Regions from separate parts of the Sus scrofa genome. Here regions 1 and 2 are each linked to region 3. Evidence: chromatin contacts called from public Hi-C and HiChIP or PLAC-seq data. All regions are on one chromosome and are shown on one strand. The core of a region is the stretch at or near the end of the contact, and the rest is flanking DNA. Distances in the headings are between cores, read along the strand shown. Region 1 holds the start of MTA2 (metastasis-associated protein MTA2). Region 2 holds the start of GANAB (glucosidase II alpha subunit). Region 3 holds the start of WDR74 (WD repeat domain 74).

What was found. A called contact is a pair of places that touch in the nucleus more often than the background predicts. HiChIP or PLAC-seq counts read pairs in DNA pulled down with a chosen protein or histone mark.
Region 1: a contact with region 3 is called in an H3K27ac HiChIP or PLAC-seq map of alveolar macrophages. The contact joins the promoter of MTA2 here to the promoter of WDR74 in region 3. A contact is called at or near these places in 2 of 5 promoter capture datasets (fetal liver and liver), 10 of 47 Hi-C or Micro-C datasets (alveolar macrophages, embryonic fibroblasts, heart right ventricle and 6 more) and 2 of 2 datasets of contacts at active chromatin or transcription factors (alveolar macrophages and skeletal muscle).
Region 2: a contact with region 3 is called in a Hi-C map of liver, with 3 times the contacts expected there. The contact joins the promoter of GANAB here to the promoter of WDR74 in region 3. A contact is called at or near these places in 1 of 47 Hi-C or Micro-C datasets (liver) and 1 of 2 datasets of contacts at active chromatin or transcription factors (alveolar macrophages).

Annotation. Positions count from the first base shown.
Region 1 is chr2:9,136,175-9,139,769 of Sscrofa11.1, forward strand. It overlaps MTA2 (metastasis-associated protein MTA2), which reads left to right and starts at 1,644. Exons shown (of 18, transcript XM_003122622.5): 1 at 1,644-2,259; 2 at 2,988-3,055; 3 at 3,467-3,560. The coding sequence starts at 2,232. EML3 (echinoderm microtubule-associated protein-like 3) reads left to right here. Exons shown (of 22, transcript XM_003122621.4): 20 at 457-555; 21 at 820-950; 22 at 1,039-1,477. The coding sequence ends at 1,242.
Region 2 is chr2:9,098,708-9,102,094 of Sscrofa11.1, forward strand. It overlaps GANAB (glucosidase II alpha subunit), which reads left to right and starts at 2,032. Exons shown (of 24, transcript NM_213904.1): 1 at 2,032-2,069. The coding sequence starts at 2,032. INTS5 (integrator complex subunit 5) reads left to right here. Exons shown (of 3, transcript XM_003353823.4): 3 at 1-1,780. The coding sequence ends at 1,600.
Region 3 is chr2:8,930,068-8,933,602 of Sscrofa11.1, forward strand. It overlaps WDR74 (WD repeat domain 74), which reads left to right and starts at 1,463. Exons shown (of 11, transcript NM_001243395.1): 1 at 1,463-1,535; 2 at 1,617-1,723; 3 at 1,818-1,939. The coding sequence starts at 1,472.

The sequences.
Region 1 (3,595 bases), core at 394-2,893, 210 kb after region 3:
AGTTTTACACTATGTCTTGACCCGCAAAGGCCTTGAGGGAGTTGAAAAACGCACTAAGAAAAGATTGTTTTGGAAAAGTTTCTCCAGACAGGTGTGGAGGGATTGACTTATCTAGGGAGGAGGAACTGGGGAGGAACTATTGGGAGAACTTCAGCTGAGAACTCTGGAAGCACACGGGAAGTTCCCCCTGGAACAGTGTGGTAAAGATCCAGCCTTGTCACTGCTGTGGCTCTGGTTGCTGCTGTGGCAGGGGTTCCATAGATGGCCCAGGAACTTCTGCATGTCACAGGTGCAGCCAAAGAGGAAGCACGTGGGCTGAGTTTTGCCCTGAACTGAGGGCTACCATGGGGACCAGATCACATGCCAGTGCCTCAAGTATTTCCAACTTGGCCTTCTATGGCATCTTCCAGCTGAGGGCAGGGTGAGACCTGATCTGGGTGGGCTCCCTCTCCCCAGGGGACGTGGCTGGAGGCTGTAAGCTGCTGAGGAATCGCTATGACAGCCGAGACCGGGAGTGGGCCACCTACACCTGCGTGCTGGGCTTTCATGTCTATGGTGAGCAGGGACGCAGGGCCCCAGAACTATGCCTCGAGAGTCGGGGGACAAGGTGCAGACTGCCCGGGGCTCGGAATGCTGGGCATGTGTGGAGGGATGGGCAGATCCAGCCCTGGGGGGCCCCTCCAGCAGGCCCTTGGGACCGGGAAAGATTGCCTGGAACGCGGCTGGTGGGTGGCGGGACTGACTGAGCGCTGGAATTGGTGCAGCTCTGGGCTGTGGGTGGTGGCGGGGAGGCAGGGCTAAGGCCGACGGCTGTGCTAGGCGTGTGGCCGGATGGCTCTGATGGAACCGACATCAACTCCCTGTGCCGTTCCCACAATGAGCGCGTGGTGGCTGTGGCCGACGACTTCTGCAAAGTGCACCTCTTCCAGTACCCGTGCGCGCGCGCCAAGGTGAGAGGCCTCCCAGGGCCTCCGGGGACGGCAGGTCAGGGCCCTGGGGCTCCACGGCCGCTGCAGCTCGACCTTCCCTCCTGCCCAGGCGCCGAGCCTCGTGTACGGCGGTCACGGCAGCCACGTGACCAGCGTCCGGTTCACGTACGACGACTCGCACCTCGTCTCGCTGGGCGGCAAGGACGCCAGCATCTTCCAGTGGCGAGTGCTGGGCGCTGGGAGCGCGGGGCAGGCGCCTGCCACGCCCTCTCGAACTCCCTCGCTGTCCCCCGCCTCCTCTCTCGACGTCTGACCGCTGCCCGACGGGACCCACCGGCCCTGCAGCGTGGCCCCGCCCCGCCCAAGTTTCCCAGGACCCGGGCCGACCCAGTCCTAGACTTCGAGACATTCCCGAAAGCTCATTTCCCTGCAGGGGGCGAACGGCACCCCTGCACACACTGTAAAGACCCGCTGGCTGAGCCGGGCAGCCCCAGCCTGGGCCCTGACTCCCGCTACCTGCTGAGGGGCAATAAACCAAAAGCAAAGTCGCCTCCCGGTCCTTTTGTCGGGCGCGGCTGGGCGCCTCGGGGCTCTGTGGGGTGGGGTGAAGGAAAAGGGGAATGCGGAAAGGGTGAGGGAGAGTAGACCTTTCATGCAAATAACAGGCAAAGCCGCTTGCAAATAACCCCGCGGAGTGCGGAGGCGCTACGAGTCTTTCGCCGCCGCGGGACTCGGGCGAGGAGAGAGTTAAGCCCAACTCCTCTCTCGCCCTCGGAGGCGGGGCCGAGCCGCAACGGAAATAACCGAGCGCCGGGACGCGATTGGCCGGAGGGAGCCGAACTTCTTCCGGAAGTAGCCGAGCTTTGAGGTCTCGCTCTCCGACCGGACCCGAGCGCTGGGCCTTGTTCTCCGGATCCGCCGAAGGTGTTCCGGAAGGAGGCGAACCCCGAGGCGGGCAGGGCAAGCCTTCGCGGCGGCCCGCAAAGTCCAACGTCTAGTGGGGCTCGGCGAGGGCGGGAGAGCTGGAGCCTGGCCCGGTCCGGCGGGAGCCGAGCTCGTTCCGGAAGAAGCCGAGCGGACCGGCTACGGCCTCGGCGTCCCGGGCGTGAGGCGATAGAGGCGGTGGCGACAGCGCGGGCCGGGATGAACCGCGACGGCTGAGGTGGCGGAGGTGCCGGCTGCGCGAGCCAGACAGAGACTTCTGCGAAGCGCCAGCCCCACGCTCAGGGCTTCGCTTCGAGCCCTGCCCCCGCGAGCCTCCCGGACCCCTTTGTGCGGCCGGAGGCGGCGGCGGGAACGGCCATGGCGGCCAACATGTACCGAGTGGGGGGTAAGTACCGGGCGTAGGGGCTGCGGGGCCCGGGGCGAGAGAGGTCGGGGGCCGGGACCGGAGAGGCTTGGCGCCCGGCGGCACGGGGAGTCGCGTCTGGGGCGGCGTGGTCCGGAGCGCGGACCGGAACCGGAACCGGTCGCACGGGGAGCGAGGGCGCGGGGACCGCGACGCGGCGGGTCACCGAGACTGCCGGAGAGACTTCGGGCGGCCCGACGGCACTCGCAGGGCTGCGCCTGGCGCCGCCGGGGTCGCGGGGTGGGCTTGGGAAAGTGGTTCCGAAGGAGCTGACAGGGCAGGCTAGGGGGCGCGAAGGGCCGGGGCGACCGCTTTGCCATCTGCGGGGGAGCAGCCGGGAGGCTTCCTCTCCCCAGGCGTTATTGTGCGCCTGGGTTCGCAAAGGTGGGGGCCCTGCGCTGGAGTGAACAATTGTTCGCTTGGCCGACACCGGGTGCAACTCCATCGCTGAGTTGCGGCGCCTGCTGGGGAACCCCCTGCTTCTGGGCTCCTCCTTAAGGCTCACTTTTGGGTGGTTAGGGGTGGCGGGTGGGGCACCCCTCCCTTACGTTCTGTTAGTCTCTCCACTTCCACATTTCAGCGACTTCTCTGCCTAGACCCTTTTCTCCTTTGGGTCCACTCAGGCCTCCTTTTCGTTCCTCCTACTCTCGTGCTCGGCTCTCCCATCCGCTCCTCTGATCTTCCCGGTTCTTCCCCACCCCCTCCTACAGATTACGTCTATTTTGAGAACTCCTCCAGCAATCCTTACCTGGTGAGAAGGATTGAAGAGCTCAACAAGGTGAGTGGAGCAGAGTCTTCTGGGCTCCCCCCCCCCCCCCCCCCCCCCCCGCCCAGTCCCTCCCCTGGTCTCTAACTTCAGGTGAATGAGAGAGGGAGGGAAAGAGGAAGAGAGCAGGAGAACATGAAGCCTGTTCTAAGTATTCATTCATATTCATTCATTCATTTGTTCATCCCATGCATTCAGGAAAGGCTCTTGACACCTTAGAGGATCTTGACTGTTCTATAAAGGGATTTGGAAGTCTGTCCTTAAATGCAAACGTCTTGATTCATAATTTCTTGGGTTTTTCTTATATCCTTCAGAAACCTGTTTGATGTTGTTAGTCTTGTCTTTCTGCAGTTCTACTTTCAAATGACTAGTTTTCACAGTGTTTTTTTTTTTTATTTTGTTTTGTTTTCTCTCTCTCCTTAGACGGCAAATGGAAATGTGGAGGCAAAGGTTGTGTGCCTTTTCCGGCGAAGGGACATTTCTGGTAGCCTCAACAGCCTGGCTGATAGTAATGCCAGTGAGTGTCTTTGTACCCCCGTCTCCCCCTGCCCA
Region 2 (3,387 bases), core at 782-3,281, 170 kb after region 3:
GACATTACGACTGGAACGGAAACGCTTCCTCTGGCAACACCAGCTCCTTGGCCTGCTCTCCGTCTATACCCGGCCTAGCTGTGGACCTGAGGCCTTGGGCCATCTCCTGAGCCGGGCCCGAAGCCCTGAAGAGTTGAGTCTGGCCACTCAATTATATGCAGGGCTGGTGGTCAGTCTCTCTGGCCTCCTGCCCCTGGCCTTCCGAAGCTGCCTGGCCAGGGTACACGCAGGGACTTTGCAACCTCCCTTCACAGCCCGGTTCCTGCGCAACTTGGCCCTGCTAGTGGGGTGGGAACAGCAGGGTGGTGAAGGTCCTGCAGCGCTGGGGGCCCGGTTTGGGGAGTCTGCTTCGGCTCATCTGTCTGACCTGGCTCCTCTCCTGCTACATCCTGAGGAGGAAGTAGCCGAAGCCGCTGCCTCCCTCTTGGCCATCTGTCCTTTTCCTCCGGAAGCCCTGTCCCCTTCCCAACTCCTGGGACTGGTGAGAGCTGGAGTGCATCGCTTCTTTGCCTCTCTGAGGCTGCATGGCCCCCCAGGCGTGGCTTCGGCCTCCCAGCTTCTTACCCGCCTCTCCCAGACCTCCCCCGCTGGGCTCAAGGCTGTCTTGCAGCTGCTAGTGGAGGGAGCCTTACATCGGGGCAACACAGAACTGTTTGGCGGGGAAGTGGATAGGGACAATGAGACTCTCTCAGTCATTTCAGCTCCTTTGGCTTCTGCCTCCCTGTTGGACACAAACCGGCGACACACCGCAGCTGTGCCAGGTCCTGGAGGGATTTGGTCTGTTTTCCACGCTGGAGTCATCGGCAGTGGCCTAAAGCCCCCCAAGTCTGTCCAGTCACGCAATCAGCAGGAAGTGATCTATAACACCCAGAGCCTCCTCAGCCTCCTTGTGCACTGCTGCACTGCCCCAGGGGGCACTGAATGTGTGGGCTGCTGGGGGGCTCCCACCCTGAGCCCAGAGGCAGCCAAAGCTGTGGCAGTGACCTTGGTGGAGAGTGTGTGTCCTGATGCGGCGGGTGCTGAGCTAGCCTGGCCTCCTGAGGAGCATGCGCGGGCCACTGTGGAGCGGGATCTCCGCATCGGCCGGCGCTTCCGGGAACAGCCTCTGCTCTTTGAGTTGCTAAAGTTGGTAGCAGCTGCTCCCCCAGCCCTGTGCTACTGCTCCGTGCTGCTGCGGGGGCTGCTGGCCGCCCTCTTGGGCCATTGGGAAGCCTCTCGCCACCCTGATACAGCCCAGTCCCCCTGGCACCTGGAGGCATCCTGCACCCTGGTGGCTGTCATGGCTGAGGGAAGCCTCCTGCCACCAGCTCTGGGGAACATGCACGAGGTATTTAGCCAACTGGCACCTTTCGAAGTGCGACTGCTGCTGCTCAGTGTCTGGGGCTTTCTTCGGGAGCATGGGCCCTTGCCCCAGAAGTTCATCTTCCAGTCAGAGCGTGGCCGCTTCATCCGGGACTTCTCCAGGGAGGGTGGGGGTGAGGGTGGACCCCATCTGGCTGTGCTGCACAGTGTCCTTCACCGCAACATTGACCGCCTGGGCCTTTTCTCTGGCCGTTTCCAGGCACCATCGCCACCCGCTCTCCTTCGGCAAGGGACATAACCTTTTCAAGCTCCAGAAGTCGAGAGATGTTGAGCCATGAGAGACGGGGGGCTAAGGTGCTGCAGAAAGGTAGAAGGTCCTCTTCTTCTAAGGCCTTGGCCTAAAAGAGCGCTGTCACTTTTTTCCTCCCCCACCCCACCTTTTTTTCTAAATAAAATTTGCCGACTTGCGAAAAACAGAGTCCAGTGCCTCTGTCTGATGCTTAGCGCCGGCAAAGTCGGACAGCGCCTGGCTCTGAACAGTCCCGCCCCATCCCTCTGGCTCCGCCCCCCGTGAGCATTTAGCATACGTACTCCGCCAATGGGACGGACGCCCGGCCCGTTGTGTGGCCGGGCCAATCAGGAGGCCGGAAGGGGCGGGAGCTAAGATACGTGGCTCAACGCGCGCTGGGGGAGGGGAAGCTCCGGGTCAAGGAGCAAACCCGGCACAAGATGGCGGCGGTAGCGGCAGTGGCGGCGCGTAGGAGGCGGTGAGGAGCCCGGATCCCGGGAGCGCGCCCCGGACGCCCCCAGACCCCCTAAGTCTTGTATCTCTCCTTCCTGTATGTTCTCCTGAGACTGCTGCCCCTGGCCTCGTGAGGACCCTTTATTTCTCTGGAGGCGGCCTCACATGCCCCCCAGTCTCCTCGCGGTAGATCCTCGCGGCATTGGGGACCGTTGCTTCTTGGGCTCTCCGCTCCGGCCAGGTCGCTCAAGAAGGCCGCAGCCGTGCGCTCTTCTTGGCCTTGGCCGCTCTCTGCCGCCGCCCTCCCCTGGCAGCTTGCGGCAGTTAACGCTGCCGCCTCTTTCCTGCATTGCGCGGGGCCATCAGGGCGGGGGACGAGACGCGGCCCGGCCTCCGGGAACGCAGCCTGCTGCCCTCTGGCCCCTCAGCCGGGCGGGAAGCACCTCGGCCGGCAGTCCCACTTGCCCTTCTTGCCCTCCCCTCCGAGAGCCCCGGACCCTCTCCTGCCCTTGTCTTCACGTGGATAATAGCCCTGGCTTGTTCGGTGTTCACGGTCGTTGGGCACGGCTGGGCCAGGATGCCGTTAAGTTCACAGCCGGCCTGGATGATGTTGCTCAAACACAACAATGGTTTGGTCTGCGTTCTCGAGTTTATAGTACTGAAAAAATGGTTCGAGAAAGTCACCAGCGCCACAAAGTATTTACCAGGACCTAACAGATGTACTGGGGTGGGAGAGGCGTGCACTGGCCGCCGCAGTGGAAAAAACTTGTGTGGTAAATTCGACTCTCTGGAAGCCTGTGATCTGAAACAATAAATGGGTGCACCTTGCCCTGCGACTCATTCCTGACTTTGGCTTGTGACCACCTCTTGCTCAGGGGCGTTCAAGGCATCCCTGAGTTCCTAGGGCCTTCCAACAGGTCATTTCTGAAAAATCGTACAGAAATCCTATCCCCATTGGCTTCTCTCCAAACCCATTTTATAGATTGTGCAAATAGGACTCCAGAGGGTATTTAGTTCACTGTGCATCTGATTACTGCTGCTTTGAGCGGGTAGACAGGGGTCAGTGGCTCACTGTGATGCTGCAGTCAGTCACTCCTCAGGACTTGGGCCACATGCCTTGCTTTCGAATTTTCTGGTAACCTTTCTTCTGCTGGTTTTGCTACTATTTGTTCCTGCTTGGCCTATTAAACTGCGGAGCTTAGTGTTTTCCTCACTTTGTCTGGCCTGGCTTGCCTTGCACATTCTTCTGGAACTGGAGAGCTTAACTGTGTTTTCTGATCTCTCTGGTCATTTTCTTTACCTTTAGCGTTCAAGCCGATACCGAGATAAAAGCCGGATACAAT
Region 3 (3,535 bases), core at 213-2,712:
GAATTTCCCAAGGCAGGTACTGAATCCGCGCCACAGCGGTAACAAGCCTTAACCGCCAGGCCACTAGGAAGCTCCCGATATAATTTTAAACAGCACTTTATTTTTTTTGTCTTTCTAGGACCGCACCCACGGCATATGGAGGTTCCCAGGCTAGGGGTCCAATCGGAGCTGTAACCGCCGGCCTACACCGCAGCCAAAGCAATGCCGGATCCCAGCCGTCTCTGCGACCTATACCACAGCTCAGGGCAATGCCAGATCGTTAACCCACAGAGCAAGGCCAGGGATCGAACCCGCAACCTCATGGTTCCTAGTCGGATTCGTTAACCACTGAGCCATGATGGGAACTCCTCTAATAGTTGAGAGTCTCTGATTTCAGAGAAAATGTCTCAGTCATTCAAGAAAGGGGGACGTTATGACATTTTAAAGTTGCAGCTTATCCCTTGGGAGAAAGATTTTTTTTTCTGTTAGATTTGCAGATTTTTACTCTCAGTTGGTACTAATTTTTTACCATCCCCAAACCTCAATGTGAGGAAATAAAAACTAAGCCCTTACCTCCACTTTCCAAAACAGAGTTCTGCTTAAAGATTGTTAGTTTTGGGAATTCCCGTCGTGGCTAACGATCAGGCGTTGCCGTGACCTATGGTATAGGTCGCAGACGAGGCTCGGATCCCGAGTTGCTGTGGCTGTGGTGTAGGCCGGCGGCTACAGCTCCTTTTAGACCCCTATCCTGGGAACCTCCATATTCCGCGTGTGCGGCCCTAGAAAAGACAAAAAAAAAAAAAAAAAAGATTGTCACTTTTGGAGTTCTCCGTCCTGGTTCAGCAGAAACGAATCTGACTAGCACCCCTGAGGACGCAGGTTCGATCCCTGGCCTCGCTCAGTGGATTAAGGATCTGGGTTGCCCTGCGCTGTGGCGTACGTCGCAGGCTTGCCTCAGATCCCACATGGGATCTGGGGAAAAAAAAAAAAAAAAAAGTCGGTTTTATTTTCCCAGAATTCGTCCTTTTTATACTCAAGGTTGATGTGCCTCATATGAGCGACTTGAATCATTCCTGATATATGTTTTCTTTCTTGTTTTGCTTTTTAGGGCTGCACCCGCGGCATATGGAGGTTCCCAGGCTAGGGGTCCAATCGGAGCTACAGGCGCTGGCCTACGCCACAGCCTCAGCAAGGTGGGGTCCGAGCCGCCTCTGCGACAGCTCACGGCAACGCCACATCTTTACCCCACTGAGCAAGGCCAGGGATCAAACCGCCAACCTCAGGGTTCCTAGTCGGATTCGTTAACCGCTGAGCCACGACGGGAACTCCTAGATTTCATTTCTTAAAAGCAAAACCAGCTGGCGCAGTGGGGGAATTTTTACATTTCCTGCTCTCTACGCTCCCAGAAATGGCCTTTATCCGGATCCGACCTGCCGCGTGCTGGTGACGCAAATGCTGCGCCGGAAGTGCGAGCCGGATCCGGATCTCCGTTATGGCGGCTGCCGAGGCGCGGTGGAATCATGTGTGGGTCGGCACCGACACCGGCATCCTGAAAGGTGAGTGATGGGCCTGGGCGTCTGGAACCGCGGGGGTCATGCGTTCGCGACCCCGGCGTAACTGACGTCCCCGGACCGCAGGGGTGAACCTTCAGCGCAAACAAGCGGTAAACTACACGGCGGCGGGACAGCCGCAGCGCGAGGAGGCGGTGAGCGCCCTGTGCTGGGGCGCGGGCGGCGAGACCCAGGTGAGCGACCTCTAACTGTGCTGGAGCAGGGGGGATGCTGAGGCGTGGCAGCCTCGCTCCTCTTGCCATCCTGCCCTGCTCTCTCTGCCTGCAGATCCTAGTCGGCTGTGCCGATAGGACAGTGAAGCTCTTCAGCACCGAGGAGGGCAGGTTCCAGGGCCAGAGGCACTGCCCCGGAGGCGAGGGCACCTTCCGAGGCCTCGCCCAGGTTGACGGGTAAGACCGAGACCCTTGCCGTATGCTCAGGTATAGGCAGATAGTTGAAGCTCCCGCACGACGGTCGATCAATGGGGATCAAGTCTTAGGTGACAGGAGCCTGATCTGTGTGACAGGGACATTTGTCCTGCCTTCGTTCCTTCATTTCTATAATAAGCATTTATTGAATACCTACTGGATTACAGGCATTGGACGAAATTCAAGGGCTGCAGGTAAACTGGACACAGTACCTGCCTTCCTAGAGTCTGCATCCTCAAGGGTTGTTCTTTTGGGTCCATGACTTTTTAGGTGACCCTGAGCAAGTCATTTAATAGTTTAGAGTATGTTCTCATTTGTGTCTTATATCACCTAGAGTGTGTTTTTAGATGGGGGCTACCAACCACCAAATCGGTAAAGCTCCCACAGTAAAGGATAGGAAAGTGATAAGTTACAGGCTTAGCTTTCTTCGGAAGATGGACGGGCTATGAACAGGCTGTGTAGTTTTGGTGATGTTAATTCTGACAAGTGAGATCTAGAAGGCGCTGTGGGGTGAGATCTTTGAACTGGGTCTGGAATGATGGGTAGAACTTTGACAGATGGAGAAGCGGGTAAGGGCACTCTAGAAAGAGGCTACTGCCCGAGCAGAGGTAAGGACTGGTGTCAGGCTACAGGATACATCATGGGAAAGAGAAATAAATAGCGTTTGGGGATTGAAGCCGAGAAGCATTTTAATATGAGATGGGCAAGGTAGGTTGGGATTAAAGGTAAAAAAAAAGGGTTTTAAGTGCCAGGCTGAGAGATTTGCACTTCTGTATGTGGTGGGGAGTTATGGTTTTTGAGTAGGAAGTGTGGTGGTCAGAGCTGTGAGCCCTGCAGGATTATGGAGGATGGGTTGGAGAGACAGCAGTTGGAGATTGTTACCATAGCCCAGAGCCTGATCCAAGGTGGGGAGGGTGGGCAGATATGAGAAAGGGCATAGATTTGGTTTGTGCAGATGCTGGAGAGAGACTTGTTTGGGCTTCATGGGAAATATACTTGGGGGAGAGATTGAAATTTAGCATCCAGTTAACCAAGGACAGGGAACTTGAGAACAGCTGGTATTTGACTTTGGCCAGACATTAAACCCAAAGCAGTCCCATTACTGTCCTTTCAGAGCCACTGATCCTGACCCCTGGTGATCGGCTGAAGATTCAGAAAGACCAGCAGGGCCAGGTGCCCCACATGTAGCTATGGAATAGCAAAAGCTCTCTGCTTTGGAGTATCACAGGCTTGATTTTTAGCCCTGGTTCTGACATCAATAGCTGAGTGGCAAATCTTTTAATTTTCAGAGCTTCAGGCTCTTCACCCTATTGAAATTAAATAACAGCCATAAAACCCTGCTGTAGACCTGAGTTACCGAGAGGCTTCTTTAGTAACAGGGTTGGTAGGAGGAAGTCTAGTTCGTATGAATTTGGGTCTGGGTTGACTAGGGCCAGAGAACACGTTGAAACTTTTTTTTTTTGTCTTTTTAAGGCCACACCTGCGGCATATGGAGGTTCCCAGGCTAGGGGTCCAGTTGGAGTTGCAGCTGCCAGCCTACAACACAGCAACACCAGATCAGAGTCACATCTGCAACCT